2 separate regions of the Zea mays genome follow, and region 1 is linked to region 2. A link is a contact called in public Hi-C data. All regions are on one chromosome and are shown on one strand. Each heading gives the region's core, a stretch centred on a gene start, on an enhancer-like site or on the middle of the called end of the contact. The rest is flanking DNA. Distances are from core to core; before and after follow the strand shown. Region 1 holds the start of LOC100282376 (apospory-associated protein C). Region 2 holds the start of LOC100277968.

Region 1 (6,089 bases), core at 3,502-6,001, 370 kb before region 2:
TACATATATTTATTTTATTATTTTTTTCTCATATAAATTTTGGGTCTTACAGTTCACCATGGTCTTGAGCTGGTTGTACATGGCTTGTGGCTCTTCTCCTTTGTTGAGGACAAATCGACCGAGTTCTCCCTCGATCGTTTCGTGCTTGGTGATCTTGGTCACCTCGTCTGCTTCGTGTGCGGTTTTGAGGACATCCCAAATTTCTTTGGTGTTCTTTAACCCTTGCACCTTGTTATACTCCTCTCGAGACAAGGAGGTGAGGAGTATAGACGTGGCTTGGGAGTTAAAGTGCCTAATTTGGGCGGCCTCGTCTGAGTCATAGTCCTTGTCCCCCACCTTTGGTGCCTACGCTCCAAACTCAACAATATCCCAAATACTTTCGTGGAGTGAGGTTAGATGGTGCCTCATTTTATCACTCCACATACAATAGTCCTCACCATCAAAATATGGTGGTTTGCCTAGGGGTACAGAAAGTAATGGAGCGCGCTTTGAAATACGGGGATAGCGTAGGGGCATCTTACTATACTTCTTGCGCTCATGGCGCTTAGAAGTAGTGGACGATTCGGAGCCAGACGTGGAGGGTGACGAAGACTCGGTCTCGTAGTAGACCACCTTCTTCATCATCTTCTTCTTCTTGTCACCCTTTCGATGTGACTTGATGGAGGAAGAGGATTCCTCCTTATACTTGTTGCCTGACTCCCTTGAGAGAGTCCTCCCCGAGCCTACGGGCTTTTTGCCGGTCATGATCTCCCTCTTGGCGTGATCTCCAGACATCACTTCGAGTTGGTTAGGCTCCAAATGAAGCACTGGCTCTGATACCAATTGAAAGTCGCCTAGCATGGGGGTGAATAGGTGAAACCTGAAATTTATAACTTTAAACACACACTAAGGTCGGGGGTTAGCGTTAGAATTAAATTCAAGTCCAAAGAGAGGGGGAAACAAATCAAACAAGAATTGAGGCGAGTGAACATGGTGATTTGTTTTACCGAGGTTCGGTTCCAAAGAACCTAATCCCCGTTGAGGAGGTCACAAAGACCGGGTCTATTTCAACCCTTTCCCTCTCTTAAACGGTCACTTAGACTGAGTGAGCCTTCTTCCTTAATCTCACGGGTCACTAAGACCCCGCAAGGACCACCACACACTTGGTGTCTCTTGCTTCGCTTATAAAGCACTTGAGAATAAGAATGGGAAAAGAAAAAGGTCAATCCAAGCGACAAGAGCAAGAAAAGAACACAAAACACCCTCTCTTAAGTCCCTAATGGAATTGAGTGGATTTGGAGGCTTAGAGAGGATTCAATCTATTTGATGTATCTTGGAGTGGAGTCTTTTGCTCTTGTATTAAATGAGATGTTTGGAATGCTTGGATGGTTATGAATGAGGTGTTTGGGGGTATTTATAGCCCCAACCACTTCCATAGCCGTTGGTGAAGGCTGCTGGCGATGGGCGCACCGGACAGTCCGGTGCGCCACCGGACAGTCCGGTGCGCCACCGGACAGTCCGGTGCGCCACCGGACAGTCCGGTGCGCCACCGGACAGTCCGGTGCGCCACCGGACACCCACTGTTTATTGTCTGGTGCTCCGCCACGTCAGCTAACCGTTAGGGTTTGGAGCTAGTCGACCGTTGGAACCTTTGTCTTCTTGTGGCACCTAGACATGGCAATGGGTACCCGCGACCCAATACCCGATGGGTATTTACTCCATTAGGGTATGTATGTGGGCTAAATATTCTACCCATGGGTCTATTATTGGGCAAAAATCTTCACCCAATGGGTAAACGAGTATTAGAACGTTCCGCCTTCACCCATACCCGTTAACCCGTCAGTATAAAATAACCAATATAAACTTAGCCCAAGCATGAACTTCCTCTCTGCTAGACACGTTAGCACATTGCTACACCCCCATTGTACACCTGGGCCTTCTCCTTACATCTATAAAAGGAAGGTCCAGGGCCCTCGTACGAGAAGGTGGCCGCGCGGGAGGACGGGCTGACGGGCAGTCTCTCTCTCCCCCCCTCTCCCTCGCGAACGCTTGTAACCCCCTACTGCAAGCGCATCCGCCCTGGGCACAAGATAACACGAGCCGTGGTTTCCCCCTTGTGTTCCATCTCGCGCCGACCCATCTGGGCTGGGACACGCAGCAATAATTTACTCGTCGGTCCAGGGACCCCCTGGGGTCGAAACGCCGACAGCTAGTGGATGACTACATTACCCGAAAGGGGCAAGGGCAGTAGGGGAGTGGTCAGTGTAGGGAGGTCCTTGGATTGATTTTGCTGAGATGGCGATCAGGCGAGGGATCCCTGCATCAGAGCTTCCTAGAAACTATAGCGGGTCCTCTAAAGCTAGTGGAACTTTGTAAAGGCCTCGTAGTGTTACCCTGCATCACCTCCTTGGTAGAGGTGTATGGGATTCATGACCCCTTGGCAGATGGGTAACAAGACTTGTGGGTAAAGATGCGCAACCTCTACAGAGTGTAAAACTAGTATATCAGCCGTGCTCACGGTCATGAGTAGCTTGGACTCTCACATGAGTAATTTATGGAACTAAATTTAATTTGTCATAAGCATTGCATCGCGGGTGTTGTTACCAATTTTGATATATTACTTATTTGGGTTGATATTTACTTATACTTAGTAACTGCTAATAAAATTTTGATCAACTTTAAAAGCAATGCTCAGCTTTAACCATCCTCTTTGGTAAGCCTTACACTTCACATGGACTCCCACCTTTGGCGAGTTCATGCACATTATTCCCCACAACTTGTTGAGTGATGAACGTATGTGAGCTCACCCTTGCTGTCTCACACACACCCCACATGTCAAGAACAGGTACCGCAAGATGAGGCACATGGAGGATGTTGCGATGTTATCGCGAGAGGTCTAGGCCGTCGTCTCCCAGTCAACTTTGGGTTGCTGGATCGTTATCTCCATATGATGTAATTATTTATTTACTCTGTACAGAACTCTGTTATATATTAATGTTGTGACATTCGTTTCTGTACCATGGGTCATCATATGTGTAAGACTTGGTCCTAGCACACCTGGTGATTATTTCGCGCCCGGGTCTTGGTACCCCCGAAACCCGAGTGTGACAAGTAGTTAACGTGTGCAGTCCACATGGCATGGTCCGTGTAAGTAACCAATGCATTACCGAGGCAAGACCATTGACTCTCTGCGCCACACATTGGCAGCCCTCATCATGACTTCTACTATTCTTGCTACAGAGATAGGCAAAGGAGACAAGCGGAGGAGATAGTACGACACCGTCCATGTACTCCCCTTACGCACGTCGACATGTCAATCTACGCCACAGCCTACACCAGAGCCTTCACCCACACGTCGACAAGACAGGGCGAAGATAAATCTGGGCAAAAAATCGGCACAGTGACCAAGAGAAGATAGCTGCTCACCGCATCGATAGATCTCAACCCATTGTTGCATGTACCGCTCCATATTATTATTTTTCCTGGGCCCACCAATTGGGGCCTAGTGTCCATGTACGTGCCTCCCTTAGGCTATAAAAGGAAGGGCACATGAGCTACATGGGGTGGGGGACATCCTCACTCAAACTTCCTCGGAGACATCTCCATCGAGACCTAGGCTTTCTCAACCTCTCAACAATACAACTTAGTGGAGTAGGTATTACGCTCCGGTGGTCCGAACCACTCTAAATCTATATGTGTTCTTGAGCTCTTATAACTCTTTGTGCTTGGTAGGTGGATACGTTAAAGGTCAAGTTGGGCATGATGAAGCTAATAATTAGCTAACTAGTTAGTTGACTAAAAAATTGCTAGTGGAATTAGCTAGCTAACTATTAACTAATTTACTAAAAATAGTTAATTGTTGAACTATTAGATAAGGTGTTTGAATGTCCCAACTAATTTTAGGTAGTGTTTGGTTGAGGAGCCAAGTAGAACGGAGCCGTTCCATCCCTTATCTAGGAACGGAGCCGCTCTGTTCTGTGTTTGGTAATCTGGAACGGAGCGGTTCTGTTTTTTTGTTTGGTTGCAGAGTGAACGGAACGGAGCGTGACTGTGAGAGTGAGATTGGAACGGAGCGGCTCCGTTCCATTGATTTTTTGGAGCGGAATGGTTCCGGATCTGAGGAGAATATTCCCTAATTGGAGTCATTCCATTCTAGTTACTTTGTAACCAAACAACAACAAAACTAGGACAGAACGGTTCCGTTCTACTTGACTCTTCAACCAAACACTACCTTAGTCACTAACTATTAGCTCTAGTGCATCCAACACCCCCTAAATTCATTTATTATGAGTATTTTTATGTGGATGGTCCATTAAAACTTTCAAGTGTCGCTTAGTCACCCAATCAATAATATAAAATATAGTTGGATACCGTCGCAACGCACGAGTATTAGACTATGCAGTATTAAGGGAGTGTTTGAATGCACTAGAGATAATAGTTAGTTGACTATAAATTGCTATTAAAATTAGCTAACTACTTATTACCGGCTAAAAGTAGCTAATAGCTGAAATATTATCTAGACTGTTTGGATGTCTCGACTAATTTAGTTCTAGTAAATTCAAACATCCCTAATAATATTATAATTTATAATTTAGTATACAGACATTTTAGATTATTTTAGATAAGTTTTGAAACACGTCAAAGTATATAATATCACAATATTACTCGGTAAAACTTTGTTCCCAAACACCTTGTCTACGGATACCGCCGGATTCTGCCGAATTCAAGAACCGGAACACAGCATCGGCACCTTCCTTCTTCTCCGTCGCGTCCCTTATAAATATCCTCGACCCTTTCCCATTTCCTCTCCCATTTATTTCCTCCGCTTCAGCTCCCATTCTCCGCCAAATAAACCCCCGAAAAGCAGGAGAGGCGAGACCCGGAAGTGGAAGGCTAGGGTTAGGGTCCCAGCTCCCCGTTGCCTGGGCGAGCCGAGTGATGGCCGCCCCTGCCCCCTCCGGCGCAGCTAGTGCCGCCGCCTCACCGTCCCCGCTGATGCAGCTGCCGTCGCCGTTCGCGGAGCTCGTCAAGGGCCCCTCCGGCCTCGAGAAGGTCGTGCTTCGCGGCGCTCGCAACTGCTGTGCCGAGGTACACGTTTTCGGCCTCGCTCACCCACTTCCTCCGATACCTCTCGTCGTTTGTATGGTTGTGCATACGACTGCAGTGTGCTTGGGCGCGTGCGGCGCAGGGCCGCGATTCGTTTCTATTTTGGCGCAGTTGGCGCAGATCCGGTGGGAATTCTGCTGATCCGCGGGGGGTTTGGCGGGAATTGATGAGGTTTTTAGTGTCCCGGACCTGTTTGGATCCTTATTAGTGCATTGCATGATCCGCGTGTTGGGGACATGGAATTCGAGGGTTTTTAGTTTTCACGCCAAGGTTTGAACCTTCCAAATATGCTTTAGGAAGCAGTATAGCGCTGGGAGGATGTGTGGTTAGTGTTTCACAGCAACCGCTAGGATTATTTATCCAACGTTTGGGTGCTGCAATACAGTGTTAAGTATTAGGAAGGTACAACTGAAGGACGTTTTAGTGGCAACACTGGATTTTATAGACTTGTAGGGGCAATTACAATTTGTTCGTATGTTGTAGTTACATTATGGGCGAAAATATTCATATATGTTGTTATTTATATCAACAAAATGATCTATCTGAATAAAATGGTTTCTTCTTAGTTGGTTTAGCTTTTTTATATGTATGAGGTGTGCATAGTTAAATCTTTTCAACCCTGTAAAATCCGCATTATAGATAAGTTGAAACGACGGTTCTGTGACTTGTTGATAGTATTTACATTCTTTTGGGTCTATCTTAAAAAGTCACTAGTATAATACCCGTGCGTTGCAACGACACAAGAACAAATATTACACTTTATCTTAGCCGAAAGGTCTAGAAAGTATGCGTTGAAAAGGAGCCTAATCCCTTTTTTATAGCTCGCTCGGTCGCTTGTTCTTTTTTAGTTAATGGAGTGGTACTATGTGGGAGCGCTACGGTGCGTGCACCGTGCAGTTTCTTGTCATGTTGGGCTTGGATGGTTTATAACGACCCATTTGCGGCGTAACGACCCACTATTGGAGACTTGGGTGGGTTTTACAACCTATCTATAGAGGGCCCAC
Region 2 (6,744 bases), core at 3,579-6,078:
TTTTCTGCCTAAGGTTACTGCTTTAATTTAGCCTACTAATCTTAGACAAGTTGTAACATAGTTGAACACAAACCAAACAAGCCTATAACCTTCTCTAAGCGCTGTAGCAAAAACACATATCGAGCTCCATAAACCAGAAACCAGCATGGATCATATTGAAACAAAATAAAAATACACCTTGGGATTGAAAGTAACCCCTCTTGCTCTCTCTTCTTCCGATGGGCGAAAAAAAGTGTTCAGCACTGGTTCATATCATCCTCTATCTACACACCTAAACACGATGTTTGGGAGCCTCTCTATCTCTCGCGCTTACTCCTCATCTTATTGTTCTCGCTGCAATTTTTCGCTCTTTCTGACGGAAGAAGGGCAGGGGGCGGCGGACGCCTCTCTAATGGTACTGTTCGCAGGTACCTACTGTGCAGCAGTGATCGCCGACGAGGACCGGCCGGGCCATGCAGGCGGTAGCGCTCCTCCTTTGCGGGGCGGCGACGTCGGTGGCTTCTGGGCTTGAGCGGCTGCCTCGAGTTCCGATGTCAACATGTCGAACATGACCTGGACGTCCTTGTAGCCGCAAGTCTGCACGTCCTCGTTGAGCTTCAGAATGCCACCACTGCCTGGCACATGATCCACGGTGTCCAGGTGATATCCTGTCAGATGAATTGTGGTTCAAAACATATAAGTCCTGCCTGAGCAGATGCCAGGGCAGTGAAAAGGTATCATACATTTCATAAATTTCAAGCTTTTCCTTAAAATCTCAGCATATCGTACATGAAAAGGCTAATTACCAACGATAGGCGGAAAGGTGGGTACGATATACGGAGTACTTCATAGCTATTGAGCCCAAACACAGCCTCAAATGTTGTGAAGACAAAACACAAATGTTGTGAAGACAAAACAGTCCATGTACTATTTGTGTCTTTTGCTTTGGGACCTTGGCAATATCCGCTTAAAATTTCATTCGTCAGACAAACAGCAGACAAATAGGTTGGGTTTTAATCTAATGGCTAGTTTGGGAACCCAATTTTTCGAAAGGATTCATATTTTTCTAAGAAAAATTAGTTTATTTTTCTTGAAAAAATAGTAACCCTAGAAAAATGGAGTTCACAAACTAACCCTAAAAAATTAAGAAATGATATATATACTCTATAAAACTACTGCACCTTTTAGGAATTGTTTTAAAGGTTTTACCAACAAAATAAAGAAAACAGGGCTCAAATGCAAGAGGACGGCAAATCGTTGTGTTAAACTAAAAGGAATGTTATTGGAGATGACGCTTAGCTTTGCATAACTAATTCAAAAAAGTGTCTACATTCATTTCCATTGCAAAGTGTAACTCCAAAATGAAGCATAAATGAACAAAATAAGGTGGTGTGAAGCATAAATGAACAAAATAAGCTGGGGCCAAAAATGAAGAAAAAACACCAGAGATGAAACAATCCAATGGACGGCTGGGGCCTGGGAACAAAAACAGTAGAGCGTGCATATGTATAGACTGCACTGTTTACTAAGATTATAAACAGAAGCGGGTCCAGACATTTGAGATTGGGTATTCAAAAAATCAAAAGATTAAAGAAATTAATGCTCTAACATTATTTTGTGTAATATATTATTGAGAAATTACTATAAATCAGCAAAAATTTGGGTATTCAATTGAATATCCATGATACCCCAATTGAATATCCATGATACCCCTGGGACCGCTGCTGAGTATAAGACTGCCTTCAGCGATCACATAAAATAGGGGACGCGACACTGTAGATGACATTGTTGCTTGAGGCAGCCTAAGACTGTCTCCAGCAACGTCCTCTATATACATCCTATATATCCGTCATTTACAGTCTTCTCTAAAAGATTTTATCCCCTATATTTATTTCCTCTCCAACAACGTCCTCTAAATCACGTCCCCTATATGTAAATACATATATTAAAGACATTTTTTATTTTTTATTTTTTGTACATACGTGTTTGTCATACTTTCAAATGTATTGTACATATTTTAGTTTTACTAAACCGGTTGTTTAAAGTATTCAAATAGATAGAGAACCGTTTAGAGAAATTCTATATATAGAGGATCCAGCAACGTCCTCTAAATTTAGAAGACCGTTTAGATGATGCTCCTAGAGGGATCGTCCTCTAATTTTAGAGTACAGGACCCTTTAGAGCTCCTTGTTGGAGCTAGTCATAGAGGTGGGATAGGGAGGCTGTCGAAAATAATCTAAATAAAGATGCAAAATCTCATCGGTCCAACAAGAATATGCGCGTCATAAAAAACGTTGGTATGAGTCATAGCTTTTAAGAAACTTCCTGCAGATGAGTAACGCAGCTTTCACTTGGCTCACGTCGTTGGTTTCCCCAGGATGGGTCCATCAGGGACAGGATATGGATTCTGTACAACATTATGGTAAAAAATCTTCCAAGCTTGCACAGTTCCAGTGCTCCTATGGCGTTCCGCGTTCGTATCCAAGGCACAAGATATTTAAAGCCAGCACGTGGACCCAAGGCGACATTCAACGCAAGGCAGCAGCGGCCATGGTCTACCTGTGTGTGGCGCTAGAGGTCAATGGTAGCAGGGGCTTATATGTCAAGGCGGCATCATGCGGCGTGTGTACTCTGTGGGTACTGGGTAGGCACTTCCTAGTTCCGTTGTGCTGAAGAAAAAAGCACCAGAAATGAAACAATCCAATGGACGGTTGGGGACAAAAAAAATGTCATCCTAATTCCTAAATCAGGGCATATTTGGATTCGAGGATTAAAAAAAGTGACTAAAGTTTAGTCACTTATGAACTAAAAGATCTAAACAAGAAGATCTAAAAATGACTAAATTGTTATTTTGTTATCATTTTAGTCACTTTTAGCTTTTTATTTAAATCTTTATCTTCTAAGTAACTAAACTTTAGTCACTTTTTCTTTAACTCTTGTGATCTAAATATGACCTAAAGATGTAAAATCTCATCCGTCCAACAAGAATATGTGCGTAATAAAATAAGAAAGGTCGGTATGGTAATACTTCCTTCGTCTTAAAATATACTACCTTAGTTGTCGTCCCCTACTTTATTTTTAACTAAACCACAACAAATAAAAACAAACGGAAAGAGTAGTTCTTTATAATCCTCTTTTGTCCCATCCACCATCGAATGAATGATAATGAATATAGACATACATACAAACTATAATTATAATCTAAAACGAATTATATAACAAATTATATTTTGGAATGGAGTGAGTAGATTTTAAGAAACTTCCCCCATGAGTAATCATGCTCTTGGGCCATCCGCAGCTTCACTGCCGAGGTACGGTGCCCATTTGTACGGAGTAGCTTTTTGAACTGTGGTCACGACGGTCAGCTTATCCGTTTGGTTTTAATCAGTTTTTATTGTTTTTACGGTATTTTATCTCTATAAATTATATAAATTATAGTTGTAGTAGTTCGAACAACTGGATTTAATCTGGAGCTCAGTTTGGTTGGTTTCCAAAGGATGGGTCCATCTAGAATTTCTCATAGTATCTCGCTCGGGGCAGGATGTGGATTGTGGACAGAATTATGGTAAATCTTTCAAGCTTACACAGTTCCGGTGCTCCAATGGTGTGGTACGTATCTAAAGGCACAAGATATTTAAGCCAGCACATGGACCGATGGCGACATTCAACGCAAAGGCAGCGGCGGCCATGGTCCACCTGTGTGTGGCGCTAGAGGTCAATGGTAGCAGGGCTTATATGTCAAGGCAGCATCATGCGGCGTGTGTATGTGGGCCTGTGGGGACAGGGGAGGGTACGCCCCGCGTGCCTCGTGGTGAGGCCACGCGGCGCGGCGGCCATTCAAGTCGATATCGTCCAGATTTCGTGCTGCTGCTAAGCAACAAGATCCCGGGGACAGGGAGGGGATTGCCGTGCCGTCCTCTGTTCTGTTGCCCTGCAATTGAGAGCGCCAGTGCCCTGCAGGCCCCTGTTTTATGGCCTCCTCTGTACTCTGTAGTACCCATCACCAATAACCCCTTCGGTTGTTTTTAATACTCCTAAGTAATAGTAACGTGTAATAAACTCTATTACGACGCGACAGTCGCACGGAGCTCGGGGCGCGCGACCCAGCGGTCGGTCCATTGCCAGGGGCAGAGGGCCTCGGGCGGCGGCCGGACCGGCGGCGGCGGTGGGTTGAGGAGCGGAGAGCGAGGCGATCGGGAGCGCTGCCGAGCCGACGGAGGAAGACATCCGGTTGGGCGGGCGGGCAGAGTGCTCGACGTCTTGCTCCTCCGGTCGAGGTTAGGGGAGGACAAACGGCGTGACATTGGCCGATTTTCAAGGAGAACAGCATGGGTCCTACTAACGGCGACAGAGCTGTAAAAACTGAATCGCTGAAAGGGAATTCTAGAGACGAGCACGCTCTAATTCTCGAACCATGCGTGTATATGTTTGGTGGAGATGAAACCCCTGTTTCGATGAAGAGAATAAGAACAGGGTTTAAAACCAGCCCACCCACCCCCAAACAGAAACAGAACAGACACGCGATTCCAGAGCAGGACGATCTCGCCCCGATCCTCTTCACGACCACGCATACGCAGCAGAACGAAACGACAGGGGGGGTTAGGCAAGAGGAGGGGGCACGGTAATAACTGACCAGGCTTACGCGCGCGGAGCCGCGCGGCGAGGGCGGCCCAGGCGCGGCGCGCGCAGGGCACCACCTTCCTCCGCCACCACGCCGCCATCAGCGTCGACGCCCTCGCGGCCAGGCTCCTCTCCTCGCTCGCGGTGCGGGGTGAATCGTCTGCGAGGACCGAGGAGGAGTCGCAGTTTCCGCAGGCACCAGTGCGCAGGCAAGGCGGTTTTATCCGGTGGGTTTCGTTCGTTGCGGTCGGCGGGGTGTGTGGGGCAGGGTTAGGCACTTAGGCCGGCCGCTGCGGCCTGCGGGCTGTGGGGCCTGTGGCCTCCCTCGCGACGCTTGCGACCTGCCGGGTTTCCAGGTGCACGTGGTTGGCGCCTGCCGCCGTCGCGCCGACACGTACACGCTGGGGAGTGGGCGCAGCTAGTTTCCTTCGCTCCTCCCAAAATATCTCTCTCTATCACCACCACCACCACTGATGAGCGATCTGATGCTGTCCGTCCCAAATTATCTTCATGGGCGAAACCTGCTTTTCATCCGATGGCTGGCAAATGTTCTCAGGTTCATAGAGCCGAGTCCATAGACGTCATGATCCTTTGTGTCTCTACTACTTTTTTTTATTTTTACATGGACGGATAGGCGCCATGTTTACTGACCCACGCATCTGAAATTTTCACCGTGTGTACAAATGGTGTTGTAAGGACAGCTTCAATGCTCACTTATTTCTTTTCTTTATTATTAAAGCAGGAAGGAAACGGGGCATGATAGACCATCCACGTCAGTCGAATTATCTTAGGCCCTGTTTGTTTGAGATTATAATCTATATAGATTATATAATCCAATGTAAATAAGCTAGTGAGGAAACAAACAAGCAACTTATCTGATAAGATTATATAATCTAGCACTTGAGATTATGATAATCCTATAAGCTCATCAAAGGGTGCTTATTTCAGCTTATTTTTTATGAAAGACCCACTACCCATGGCAAGTTGATTAAAATTACTTCCAATTGCCATCCACCTATCCATAAGCGTTCTCACCCACCAGACAATTAAAACAATCAAGGGTATTATTATATTTGTATGCATATGAATAATAAGCCGAGTCCAAATAATCTGAGCTAACAAACAGCAGCACCTAGCTTATTTAATCCAGAGCAAATAATCCAGATTATATAATCTAAATTATATTATAGATTATATAATCTATAAGTTGAAACAAACAGGGCCTTAGTCGTTCAATCGTTGGTTCCCATGCTCTCTCGTGCGCCCATGTGTCTTATCTGGAGGCTTCTAGGTGACACTTCGTTCCTCCTCACATCCTCTCTCTCTCTTCATCCTGCGTCTCATGCGACTCACGCTCCCTCCCTCCCTCCCCAAGCATCCCTGCCCACCCACGGCTCCGGCGACAGCGGTTGCTGCTTTGGACTCCGGATCCGGCCGCCATCGCTGCAACGGTCCAGGTAAGCGGCTAATCTGCTCTGTTGTGCCCTGCTCTGCTCCTAGTCCTAGCGACGCAAGGGTTTTGGTTCAGTTTTTTTCCCTAGGGAAAAGCGAAGTGCATGAAATACAAAGATTTGGTTTGGGATTTTTTGGGCACTTCTAGTGTGTGTCATGGCATTGGAACGGAGTAAAAAGCGAGGGTTTGGTTTGGTATTTTTGGAGCACTCCTGACTTAGTGTATGTGTGGTGGTATTTTATTTCAATATCAATCCATTTGGTCCCCTATTTTCTCATGTCAGCTAAACATTTTCTCACATGGAAAAATAGGCACAAAAAATGTTACCTTCCTTGAATCGATGTTGTTTGCTTTGGTATTCGTCCGGCGCAGTTTCTAGATCTGGGCTCCGCTGGCTTCAACTCGAGATCGACTGGGAAGATCCTCTGCTGCGTTGTCTTGTCTGTGCTCATCCCTATACTGTGTAAATATGAAACAACACGTAGTGTGACATTTTTAGCTTTAAGTTTCCAGCTTGGTTTGGGATTTTTTTAGTGCACACGACGGATCCATGTATTGTGTAATATGGAATAACACGTAGTGTGACTTTTAAGCTTTTAGTTTCTGGCTTGGTTTGGGAATTTTTAAATACACAATGGTGGCTGCTGCTCTTTCCCTTCTCCTCCTCACCCTAAACCCTAATCCTATGAGGC

Evidence for each region. Hi-C and Micro-C count contacts between places; a contact is called where the count stands out from the background.
Region 1: a contact with region 2 is called in a Hi-C map of tassel, with 2.6 times the contacts expected there. The contact joins the promoter of LOC100282376 here to the promoter of LOC100277968 in region 2. A contact is called at or near these places in 2 of 25 Hi-C or Micro-C datasets (ear and tassel).

The regions. Positions count from the first base shown.
Region 1 is chr10:71,250,937-71,257,025 of Zm-B73-REFERENCE-NAM-5.0, reverse strand. It overlaps LOC100282376 (apospory-associated protein C), which reads left to right and starts at 4,751. Exons shown (of 9, transcript NM_001155287.1): 1 at 4,751-5,067. The coding sequence starts at 4,918.
Region 2 is chr10:70,878,497-70,885,240 of Zm-B73-REFERENCE-NAM-5.0, reverse strand. It overlaps LOC100277968, which reads right to left and starts at 4,828. Exons shown (of 2, transcript NM_001165542.2): 1 at 4,613-4,828; 2 at 134-647. The coding sequence starts at 4,700. The coding sequence ends at 412.